Linked DNA regions of Mus musculus: regions 1 and 3 are each linked to region 2. The links are chromatin contacts, called in public HiChIP or PLAC-seq and promoter capture Hi-C maps. All regions are on one chromosome and are shown on one strand. The core of a region is the stretch at or near the end of the contact, and the rest is flanking DNA. Distances in the headings are between cores, read along the strand shown. Region 1 has its middle 5.0 kb from the start of Gm23025. Region 2 holds the start of Dclk2 (doublecortin-like kinase 2). Region 3 holds the start of Prss48 (protease, serine 48).

What was found. Promoter capture Hi-C pulls out the DNA fragments that hold promoters and counts their contacts. HiChIP or PLAC-seq counts read pairs in DNA pulled down with a chosen protein or histone mark.
Region 1: a promoter capture Hi-C map of hematopoietic stem and progenitor cells shows a contact between it and region 2, with 6 times the contacts expected there. The contact joins the enhancer-like site here to the promoter of Dclk2 in region 2. A contact is called at or near these places in 5 of 39 promoter capture datasets (hematopoietic stem and progenitor cells, hippocampal neurons, liver and 1 more), 3 of 115 datasets of contacts at active chromatin or transcription factors (embryonic hindbrain, embryonic stem cells and large pre-B cells) and 1 of 9 other capture datasets (embryonic stem cells).
Region 3: a contact with region 2 is called in an H3K27ac HiChIP or PLAC-seq map of embryonic stem cells, with 2.6 times the contacts expected there. The contact joins the promoter of Prss48 here to the promoter of Dclk2 in region 2.

The regions. Positions count from the first base shown.
Region 1 is chr3:86,194,748-86,198,160 of GRCm38.p6, forward strand. No RefSeq gene overlaps it. Among named protein-coding and RNA genes, the nearest start is that of Gm23025, 5.0 kb to the left of the region's middle. Within about 2 kb of position 1,929, at least 48 of the 459 cell types and tissues checked have an H3K27ac peak or open chromatin away from gene starts, as enhancers often do. A contact at or near this core is called in hematopoietic stem and progenitor cells and pre-B cells, where this site is marked.
Region 2 is chr3:86,919,206-86,922,635 of GRCm38.p6, forward strand. It overlaps Dclk2 (doublecortin-like kinase 2), which reads right to left and starts at 1,679. Exons shown (of 16, transcript NM_027539.5): 1 at 545-1,679. The coding sequence starts at 965.
Region 3 is chr3:86,000,765-86,003,780 of GRCm38.p6, forward strand. Prss48 (protease, serine 48) reads right to left here and starts at 1,767. Exons shown (of 6, transcript NM_001001650.2): 1 at 1,685-1,767; 2 at 122-166. The coding sequence starts at 1,727. The region is part of intron 1 of Sh3d19 (SH3 domain protein D19); the gene reads left to right.

The sequences.
Region 1 (3,413 bases), core at 679-3,178, 720 kb before region 2:
TAAATACCCAATAAAAAAGAAAAAAAGAATACAGCTTTTGCTGTACATATGCAGCTAGAAAAAAAAAGATTAAAAAGAATGTAAAGTAGGGCTGGGGATATACATAGTTTGTTGGTTGTGGTAGTTTGAATAGGTTAGGTCCCCACAGACTCATGTGTTTGAATGTTTGGCCCACAGGGAGTGACATTATTAGGAGGTGTGTTCCTGTTAGATTGGGTGTAGCCTTGTTGGAGGAAGTGTGTCACTATGGGGGGTAGTCTTTGAGGTCCAATGCTCAAGCTCTGCCCAACACAGAGAGGAACCTCTTCTTGGATTACTTTGGATCAAGATGTAGAACTCAGTTCTGTCTCCAACACCATGTCTGCCTGGTGCAGCAGTTATGCCTATAATTTCAGCACTGGTTAGGAGGAGATAGGATCCATTCCTATAGTTTGCTTGTTAGGCAGATAAACTAAATTGGTGTGCTCAAGGTTCAGTGAAAGACCTTGTCTCAAAAAATAAGGTGGTATGGAGGGAAATACCTTTAATATTGGTAATGTGGCAGGCAGATCTTTGTGAGTTCAAGGCCAGCTTATCTACAAGACTCAGATGCCTAGGTCTGACCATTGAGCTCCATGTGTACCTGTACATATGCACACAAAAATATGCCTATACAATGCACACACACACACACACACACACACACACACACACACACACAGAGAGAGAGATAGAGATAGAGAGAGAGAGAGACTTTGCATTTCTGTTAAAGAAAATAAAACACTTGTCTAATAACCCTGGTTGAAATAAGAGTAAAGCCCAGAAGAGCTAGGCGTTTTCTTCTTTCTTTCTTTCTTTCTTTCTTTCTTTCTTTCTTTCTTTCTTTCTTTCTTTCTTTCTTTCTTTCTTTCTTTCTCTCTCTCTCTCTCTCTCTCTCTCTCTCTCTCTCTCTCTCTCTCTCTTTCTTTTTCTTTTTTCTTTCGAGATAGGGTTTCTCTGTATAGCCCTGGCTGTCCTGGAACTCACTCTGAAGGAGTGCACCACCACACCCAGCAGGAGTTTTACTTTTCATGGGGCAGTGGTGGCACAAACCTTTAATCTCAGCACTCAGGAGGCAGAGACAGTCCCATCTCTGTCAGTTCAAAGCCAGCCTGGTCTACAGGTGCAAGTTTGTTTGTTTGTTTGTTTGTTTTAATTAAAAAATGTTTTATTTCACAAAAGATAAAATGAGAAGAAAGGCACATAGAGACTTACATTTAAACTATTTGTAGAAATAGAACAGGAGAGTGAAATATTCCCTGTGGAGCAGAAAGCATAGTTTGTTTACACTGTGGTGAGAGGTTTAGGACAGAGGATAATCACAGCAGAAATTCTCTGTTCAGAAGCTAGCTGAGCAAGAGATAATTCCTACAATTAGCGTACCGCGGCACCAGGGGCGGCTCGGATCACTGTGCCGAACCGCCCACGATGTGCCAGCCGGATCTCAGCCGCACAGCAAGAGCAAGGATCACAAACTACACCAGCGGTGGCACTCGGAATGCTTAAAAGGAACAGTTAGGAAGCTTTTCTCACTTACCAGCACTTTACTGGGAATGTAAAAACTGCGCACAAAGATCCCTTATAGTTAAAAACAATCATCTATCGGTGTGAAACGTGGTCCTGACCTGAGACCTACCATGTCCACACCCCACGTTTAACTAACCTCAAGTAGAAAACATTTAAAACATTGCATCTGTGTTGAACATTCAGCTCTTGGTACAGCATTTACGTTACACTGGGCACTAGCAGTTTAGCTAAAGTAATCTAGAGATTAAATAAATTATGCAGGCTCTGTAACACTAGCCATTTTAAATAAAGGATGTGAGCATCCTGCTGTCTGCAGGGGCTCCTAGAACAACCCTGCTATGCACCAAAGGAAACAGTGTACTTTGATAACTAAGGAAACACTATGAAGAAATAAAGCCCATCTGTAAACCCACAGACTTATATTTACAACAGGATGTGGCCTTCCCATCTGACTGACGGCAACTGAATTCTTCTAGCTGCTTAAGCACGAAACTTTAAAATTAGCCCTACTTCTCCCTTTCTTTCATATTTTAGACTTCAAACCCATACTCAAAATATATATCTTCAGAGTTTGAGCACTTTCTAACATTTCTGCTGCAAAGACCGAGGTCAAAACCATGACGTGCTTTTGGCATGCTTAGCTTAGAAGGCAACAACTCTTTTCATAGTTTCTTAGAGAATTTTTATCTTGAAGGGTTACTGAAGGCTTTTCTGTATTGATTACAATGTTCATATGACCCCTGCTCTTGAATCTATTTATAAAAATGCTTATTGATTTCCATATATTGAACCAAAGTTGCATCCCTGGAATGAAACTTAGTTGGTCAAGTGGGTACTGCTTAATGGATTCTGGAGTTTGATTTACAAAAATTTCATTGAGCATTTTTGCATCTATAGTAATTAGGGAAATATTTACAATTGCTATACCTTCTTAGATGAACTTTCCCTTTATTAAGATGTTTGGTTGGGCAGTGGTGGCACACGCCTGTAATCCCAGCACTTGGGAGGCAGAGGCAGGCAGATTTCTGAGTTCAAGGCCAGCCTGATCTACAGAGGGAGTTCCAGGACAGCCAGGGCTACACAGAGAAACCGTGTCTCAAAACACCAAAAAAAAAAAAAAAAAAAAAAAAGAAAAAAGATGTAGTAGTTTTTATCTCTTCTTTTTTGGTTCAAGTCTCTTCTCAGACATCTGTATAGATATATTGATTTGGTTTTGGTTTCTATTTGCTTGATAAAATGTTTTTTATTATCTCTCTTTTTTTTAAGATTTAGTTTATTTATATGTTTACACTGTAACTGTTTCCAGACACACCAGAAGAGGGTGTCAGATCCCTCTACAGATGGTTATGAGCCACCATGTGGTTGCTGGAAATTGAACTCAGGACCTTTGGAAGAGCAGACAGTGCTCTTAACCACTGAGCCATCTCTCCAGCCCCATGTTTTTTATTCTTTAATTCTTAAGTCTTTGGATTTTTTTTTTCTTTTTAAACTCATGAGATATGTTTTTTAGAGACCACAGAGAATAGGATCTAAGTTTTAAATCTAGCCAGCCAGTCTATGTCTCTTTTTGGCAAGTTGTTACTGAGAAGTATTTACTAATTCCTATAATGTTGTTGCTTTTCTCATAGGCTGGATTATTGTTTGACTTTATCTTCTTCCCCATTAGGATTAAGGATCTGCTGGTTGACTGTGAAGACATGATGGCTCCTAGCTCTCTCATCTACTCCTCTCTACATTTATTCTTGTTCTTTTGCAACTGAGAGTCCTCCTTCTGTACACATTACTCTTCTCCATGGATTATTCTGTAACACTGGATCAGTGATAATGAGTTCCCTTACTTTGTGCTTGTATTGATAGGTGATTATTTT
Region 2 (3,430 bases), core at 429-2,928:
TGCCCAGCACGGTCCAAAGTGAAGACAGGCTGAGTGAGACTTTTTCTGTGCTGGCTTGCCTCTCTTGATCTCCAGTGCCTTGTGCCACACATGAAACCAGAAAAGCCAACCTAGAACGAGTCAGAACGAGCTAGCTGTGCACAGAAGGTACAATGGGATCCCAAACACAGGAACAGCACAGGTACTGCACTGGCCTCTACCAAAGGTTACCCAGCGCCTCACTGGAGAAACACGCTTTCAAACAGTTTGCCCTTCCAGCAAAAATAAGTTGGCTAATTTTACAGCCATCATTGTTTGTATTTGTCTCTGATCATTAGAATTTTCTTCCGTTTTTAGAAGGCCAATCTCTTGGGAAGGAGATAATGGGTGCACCCCAACCCAACACAAACGACCGAGGAGCAGACAGTTCCCGTGGCTGCCTAGAAAGCAAGCGCCCGGCAGGCTGCCCCAGCGCAGGGCGGGGAAGCGCGCTGGCCGCAGCCACTGCACCTGCCGCTGTGCACGGGGCCGCACCTGCCGCGCCGCGCCCGCCCCTCCTATTTACCTTCCAGCAGCTCGTCCAGGCTGGTGACCTTCCGGCTGCCGTCTATGGTGTAGATGGTGCGGACGCCCTGGGGCAGGTTCACATTGTCAGACAGTGAGCGGGTGAGCTCTATGAGGAGCGCATCGAAGGAACGGAAACGGTCGTTGGAGATGGCAAAGACCAGGCCTTTGAAATAGCGGTCCCCATTCCGGTAGAACCGCGCCTTCTTGGCCTTCTTCTCCGAGCTGAGGGCCTGCAAGGTCCGCGTGCGGTAGAAGCTGCAGTGAGCACTGTGCGCCGGGCTGGGGATGAGCCCGTTGCCCTTGGGGCCAGAGATGCTGCTGCCCCCGGAGGAGCTGGGAGCCCCTCTCCGTGACCCTGGCCGCGGCCTTTTGTCCCGTTCTTCAAAATGTTCCAGCTCAATGCTCCTTGTGCTGGCCATCGCGGCTGCTCGGGAGAGCTCTCCACAAATTAATTAATTAATAAAAGGACGTCCCAACCGCCCCGGCCGCAGCGCGCCGCGATCTAGGCGCTCCGTCCCGTCTTAAAGCAGCGGGACACCTGGCGCGGGCATTCGGGCCATGCTCGCAGGTGGAGCCGCTCAGCCAGCTAAAGGCGGCCGCAGCGCGCAGCAGCCCAGCTCATTGTCCCGCGCGCCCTCGGTCGCCGCCGCCAGCTGAGGAGCCCCACGCCCCCCAAGCGCCTCCTTCGCCGGGCCACGCCTCACAAGTAGCGCGCGGGCAGCAGGCCGGGAGCCGCCAAGTTGAACGACCCTAGGCTGGCCCGGGTTCGCATCCGGCCTGCGCTCTCGGGCGCGCTGAGTGGAGGAAGGAAGCGGAGGGGGGAGGGGCGCGAGCGTGGGCGAGGCGCCTCGGGGCTGCCCGGCGCGGCCTGGGGTCCCGGGTTCCCGCCGCCGCGTCGCGCGCGCCCAGGCCCAGTCCACGGCCGGTGCGCGTCCCTGGCCGGGGATCCTCTAGAGGCGCTGGGCCCCTGCGGGAAGAGTGCAGCCGCCTCCCACGCACGCACGCCCACGGGCATCCGCGCTCTCGGCCGCCTGTCAGGGCCTGGACCCCGGAGGACACCCTCTGTCCCTTCAGGGACACCACAAACCACACCGAGAGGGAGATGGTGAGGAAGAGGGCGGCGCCGCGCGAGGAGCGGCTCTACGGTCCAAGGAGGCCCCGCCCGCCCGCCGGGCTACCGGAGCTGCGCGCTCCCGGGCGTGACCGCGCTGCGCGCTCCACAAGCGCGGGGGCTAGCGCAACCGCGCTAGGCAAAAGAAAAAAAAAAAAAGCCTACAAAGGAAGGAGACTCAAGGGCAGCAAGCACATCCTTATCCTGCCTCCTGGGGAAAAACCGAGGCCAACCTAGAGCAGAAATACAAAACATAGCACTAGGTTTGGATGCAATATTAGTTTTTTATAAACGTCTGATTTATTGTTTAAATAAAAAATCCTTTAGGCAGAAAAAAAAAATCCTTCACACTTTCTACTGCAGATTCGATAACACAGTAGTTCCAGTAACTTTGAATGAATACATGACTACAAGTTATTGGTTTCATTGAATCAAGTATTTGTGGAGAGCTTGCCATTTGCCGGGCATTAATCCCATCACTGGGGATGCGCGAGCAGAGAACAGAACCTCTGTGAATTTACCCGCGCTCACGTGTTCATTCTGAGCTGCTCACAGAAGTGGACTGACAAACACCCATCATGCAAGAAAACCTCTTCTTAAGTGGATATCTGGCCCACAATAGACATGTTTCAAGAAATTTTTGAAACGTCCGTTATTTCACTTTGGTGATGAAGCTCAAAGGCATTTGGCCCCAACCTGACACATGAAATTAATGATTCGGCACCCGGTTCTTCAGCAGCCCTAAACAGCTCCAAACTGTCCTTGAAGGTAGGGCGACAAAAAACGCTTTGCTTGTGATCGACTGGAACAGCATAAAATAGGAGTGGGTAGAAACACAACCATGAGCACCGTGAAGCAAATCCTTCCTCATAGACCTAGTTGGCCAAAACATGAGAACGGATGGAGATAGAGGGGCAAAAAAAAAAAAAGTTCCATGGGCATCCAAGATGACTCAGTAGGTCAGGTGACTCATAGAACTGCCAATCATCGCCAGATCCCACGTGGTGGAAGGGAAGCATAGACTCCTGTAGTTTATCCTCTGACCCCTGCATGCATGCCATGCCAAGACAACACAGTAAATAAATCTAAAAACTTTTGTGAGGAAAAAAATTGTTCCTGAATTCTATTTCTAATGCAAATGAACTGGGAGAAGGCAGGCTTCAAGGAGGCAACTACTAATTAATCTGGGTTGCTTTATGGTTTAAAGTTTATAGAACCGTAACACGTTTTCCTCTTTCGTGCAAGTGCAGAATGTCTACAGTGAGATGTTTAGAACTGGCATGTATTTCCCTCGCTGGGATATTCCCTGCATCTCAGAAACCCTGTCTGACCTGCTAGCTGTTCACCTGTCTGGAGACTGTTTGGGTCTCTCCTGGACTGAGATCTAGTTTAAGGTGGCTTTATGAAGACAGGATGGCCACAGGCAAATAAGTCACCTTCTGGAAGCCAACCTTGACCTCTCTCTCTCTCGGCTGTGAATTACCGTTCTATAACTCCCCTTAACCCTAACATTTACTTGAATAAAAAATCGGGGGAAAATACTTCATTTCTCATCTATTGGCAATTCAAGAAGGAATTAAATCTCAAAACATTCCCTCGTTCACACATTAAAATAACCCCTTTCAGCCGGGCGTGGTGGCACACGCCTTTAATCCCAGCACTCGGGAGGCAGAGGCAGGCGGATTTCTGAGTTCGAGGCCAGCCTGGTCTACAAAGTGAGCTCCAGGACAGCCAGGGCTATACAGAGAAACCCTGTCTCGAAAAAACAAAACA
Region 3 (3,016 bases), core at 517-3,016, 920 kb before region 2:
CACCATATGGGGGCTGGGAATTGAACTCGGAACCTTTGGAAGAGCAGCCAGTGATCCTAACCACCAAGCCATGCCTCTAGCCCCACAAGTCCAGGTTCAGATCCAGCGTGAGGATACTCACCTGATTGCAAGTTTTTCTTTTTGGTAAAAGAGCCCTGGAAAGCTCCTACAGAAAACACACCATGTCATTCATTAATACATAATAAAACATCTTACATTAAACTCACTGAACAGAAAGCTTTCCAGAGTGGTGGTAAGGCTAAAATTTACAATTATCTGCCAGCAAGCAGGTCTCTTCATAATTATATACCTTCCTGCCTATGGCAACTGACGTTTACCTTTTACTTGGTGGTTCAAGGTCATCGTCAGGGCATCCCGCGTGTTCACTTGTGATACAGTGGTGCTGGGAGATGCGTTTGAGATGTATAGACTCTTTATTTTTATGTTGTTTTCTTTAACTGAGTTGTCATTTTACAAAACGTGTGTATCTCTTGTGCTACCTCTTACCTCTTTGCTACTGATAGCGTGCCCTTGTTTTAATCAACTGTGGGCCAGAGAATTAACCGAACAAGTTACTTATTATGCCAGAAGTGCCTCTAGTTTCCTCTGCCTGAAGTGCAATTTTCCCAGGCCTGGGTCTTATCTAACTTGCTCATTTCCATGAAGTCTTCCTCTCTTGAGGGTGTGAAGATAGCCCTGAGCACAGGTATATTTTTTCACTTGGGCATATCCTTATCAAGTAGACTCAGACCTGTGGGAAAATGGCAGCACCCCTCACTTCTCGGGGTAAGGCTCAGAGGGATGGCAAACCTTCTCTGGTTCATATGTGGATGTTGATAGTTTGGGCAGAAAATGCCCACTGTAGCTTTCTCCCACCATGTTTATGGCCTGAAGGATGCTCCCCAACAAAGACAAGTAGATTAGCTAAACCTGCCTCCTCAATCCAGCATTACACCATACAGCCTGCCTCTTTGTTTACGGGTATGTAATAAGCCCACCTTTTTATTCAACTGTATATAATAAACATGCCAAGCTGCTGCAGCTCCGGTCACCCAACCCCAGCTTTTCTGTGTGTCTGTGTATGTGTGTTTGTCCTTTCCTCATTCCCTCAAGTCCCCAGCCAGGTGGGTCCCTGGAATGGCACCTGGGAGACCCCTTGTGCTACTGGGGCTGGAACGCATTGGCCATGAGTTCCACCAGCTGAGCCACTACCCAGTTTCTTTCAAGTATCTGCTTAAATTGTTCCTCTGGGAGAGGCCACTTTATACTAACCAGTTACCTTTTTTTGTTCTTTTGTGTTATGTAAGTTAGGTCAGCCTAGAATTCGCAAATGTAGCCCAGTCTGGCCTCAAACATAGGATCTTCTGGGTACAGCTCTTCTGAATGTCGGGATTACAGGCCTCTATTGTCCCTGAACCTTAGGTGCTCTTTTCCTCTCATGACATTACTACCCATTGTTATGCTTGGTAATTTACATTTTCAATACGTGCACTGATTAGAAGTCCCATGAAAGCAAGGACCTTAGTTTTGTTTACTGCTTTTATCGAACCACGGACAGTAACCTCGCGGGAGTTTCTTGGACAATGCCACTCACAAGTAATGCCCACACGTTATCATCTGATTCCTTCCTGAGGCCCAAAAACCTCTGCTTTTCTCCCCTCTTGGCTCTGGCCCTGGGGCTCACCCAGAAAAAGCAGCAGCAGAACCTTAAGGCCAGCAGGGCCCATGCTTCTGTCCTCATTGCAGTACTTCCGGCTTCCGGGACTCAGGCTCCTGTCGGAAGGCCGCTGAGAAGTAGCCGCGGAAGGGGCAGGACCAGCTGCTCCCGCTAGGTGGCGCTCTCAGCGTTTTCCCCTTCGCCTGGGCCGGACTGCAAGGGATTTAAGCCGAGCGGCTGCGGGACTGTGCAGCGCCCCCTACTGTCTTGGGGGAGCCACTGTGGAGTTTTGTTGTTTCTTTTTGTTTTGTTTTTGCCGAAGGTGGGGGTAGAGGGTATTGGGAAGGATTAAGATCTTGTCTGTCCATAGCACAAAGTGGAAGTGGGCAGGATTCGAGCATTAGTCAAAATACACACACACACACACACACACACACACACACATAAAAGAGGAAATTAACCCACTCTCTGAGTTAAATCCGTTTGTTTTTACAAATCAGGTTTTCTGGAAACTAAAGTCTTCGGCAATGCTCTGTGTATGGGACATTTATTGTAGTGTGGTCTCGGTGTTCACACCTGGGTTTGTGTGGAAAGCCAATAAGGGAGTTAACCTAGGACAGCCCTTGAAGACGAGAACTGGGAGGACGTGGGTTTGTGGTAGCTTGAGAGCTTATAAGCAGGATTGTTGAGTGTCTCCACGCAGATTCCTGGCATTCTTACATTAAAATGGCTCAACTACAGTCCATACCACCTGCCCAAGAGCTTCCTTTTATTCAACTTAAATTCCTAAGAGGCTTTATTGGTGCAGATGATCTGTTCTTACCAGGATGTAGGTTCTCCTGGCAGTGAAGTACCAACCCTCATATAAAAGGAGCTGGGAGGGGATATGGAAATGTGTCAGAGTAGGCCAGCAGGTTTTTTAGTGATATTGCCCTCAGCCTGACTCCTCCCGTGCATGTGGACGGGACAGATTTTTTTTCTGTCCCCTGTCTTTGAGCTGAAAACATTCACTCAGGGTTTGTACCAATTGCTATGATTTTTATCATCTTATAATTTGTGACTTCCTGCTTTTCATCTTAATTTTTTTTTTTTTGAAGAAAAAAAAAACCACTTGTTTTAATCACAATCACCTTTGTGGTTATTTCAAATAATTTCTGGTTTTCACAGACAGTTTTAACCGTGAATGTGGCTTTTTAAAAGGTCAGGGAGCTGGGGATAGCTGCATAGCCGAGTGTTTACTTCACATATGAAGGGCCCCGGGTTCTACCCCAAGCACTGTAAAAAGAAAAGAAACGTCAGATCTTCCTTTGACATTTGCCCCTGACTGGAGAACAGGTTGCTTCTGCCTTGGTTTGCGTC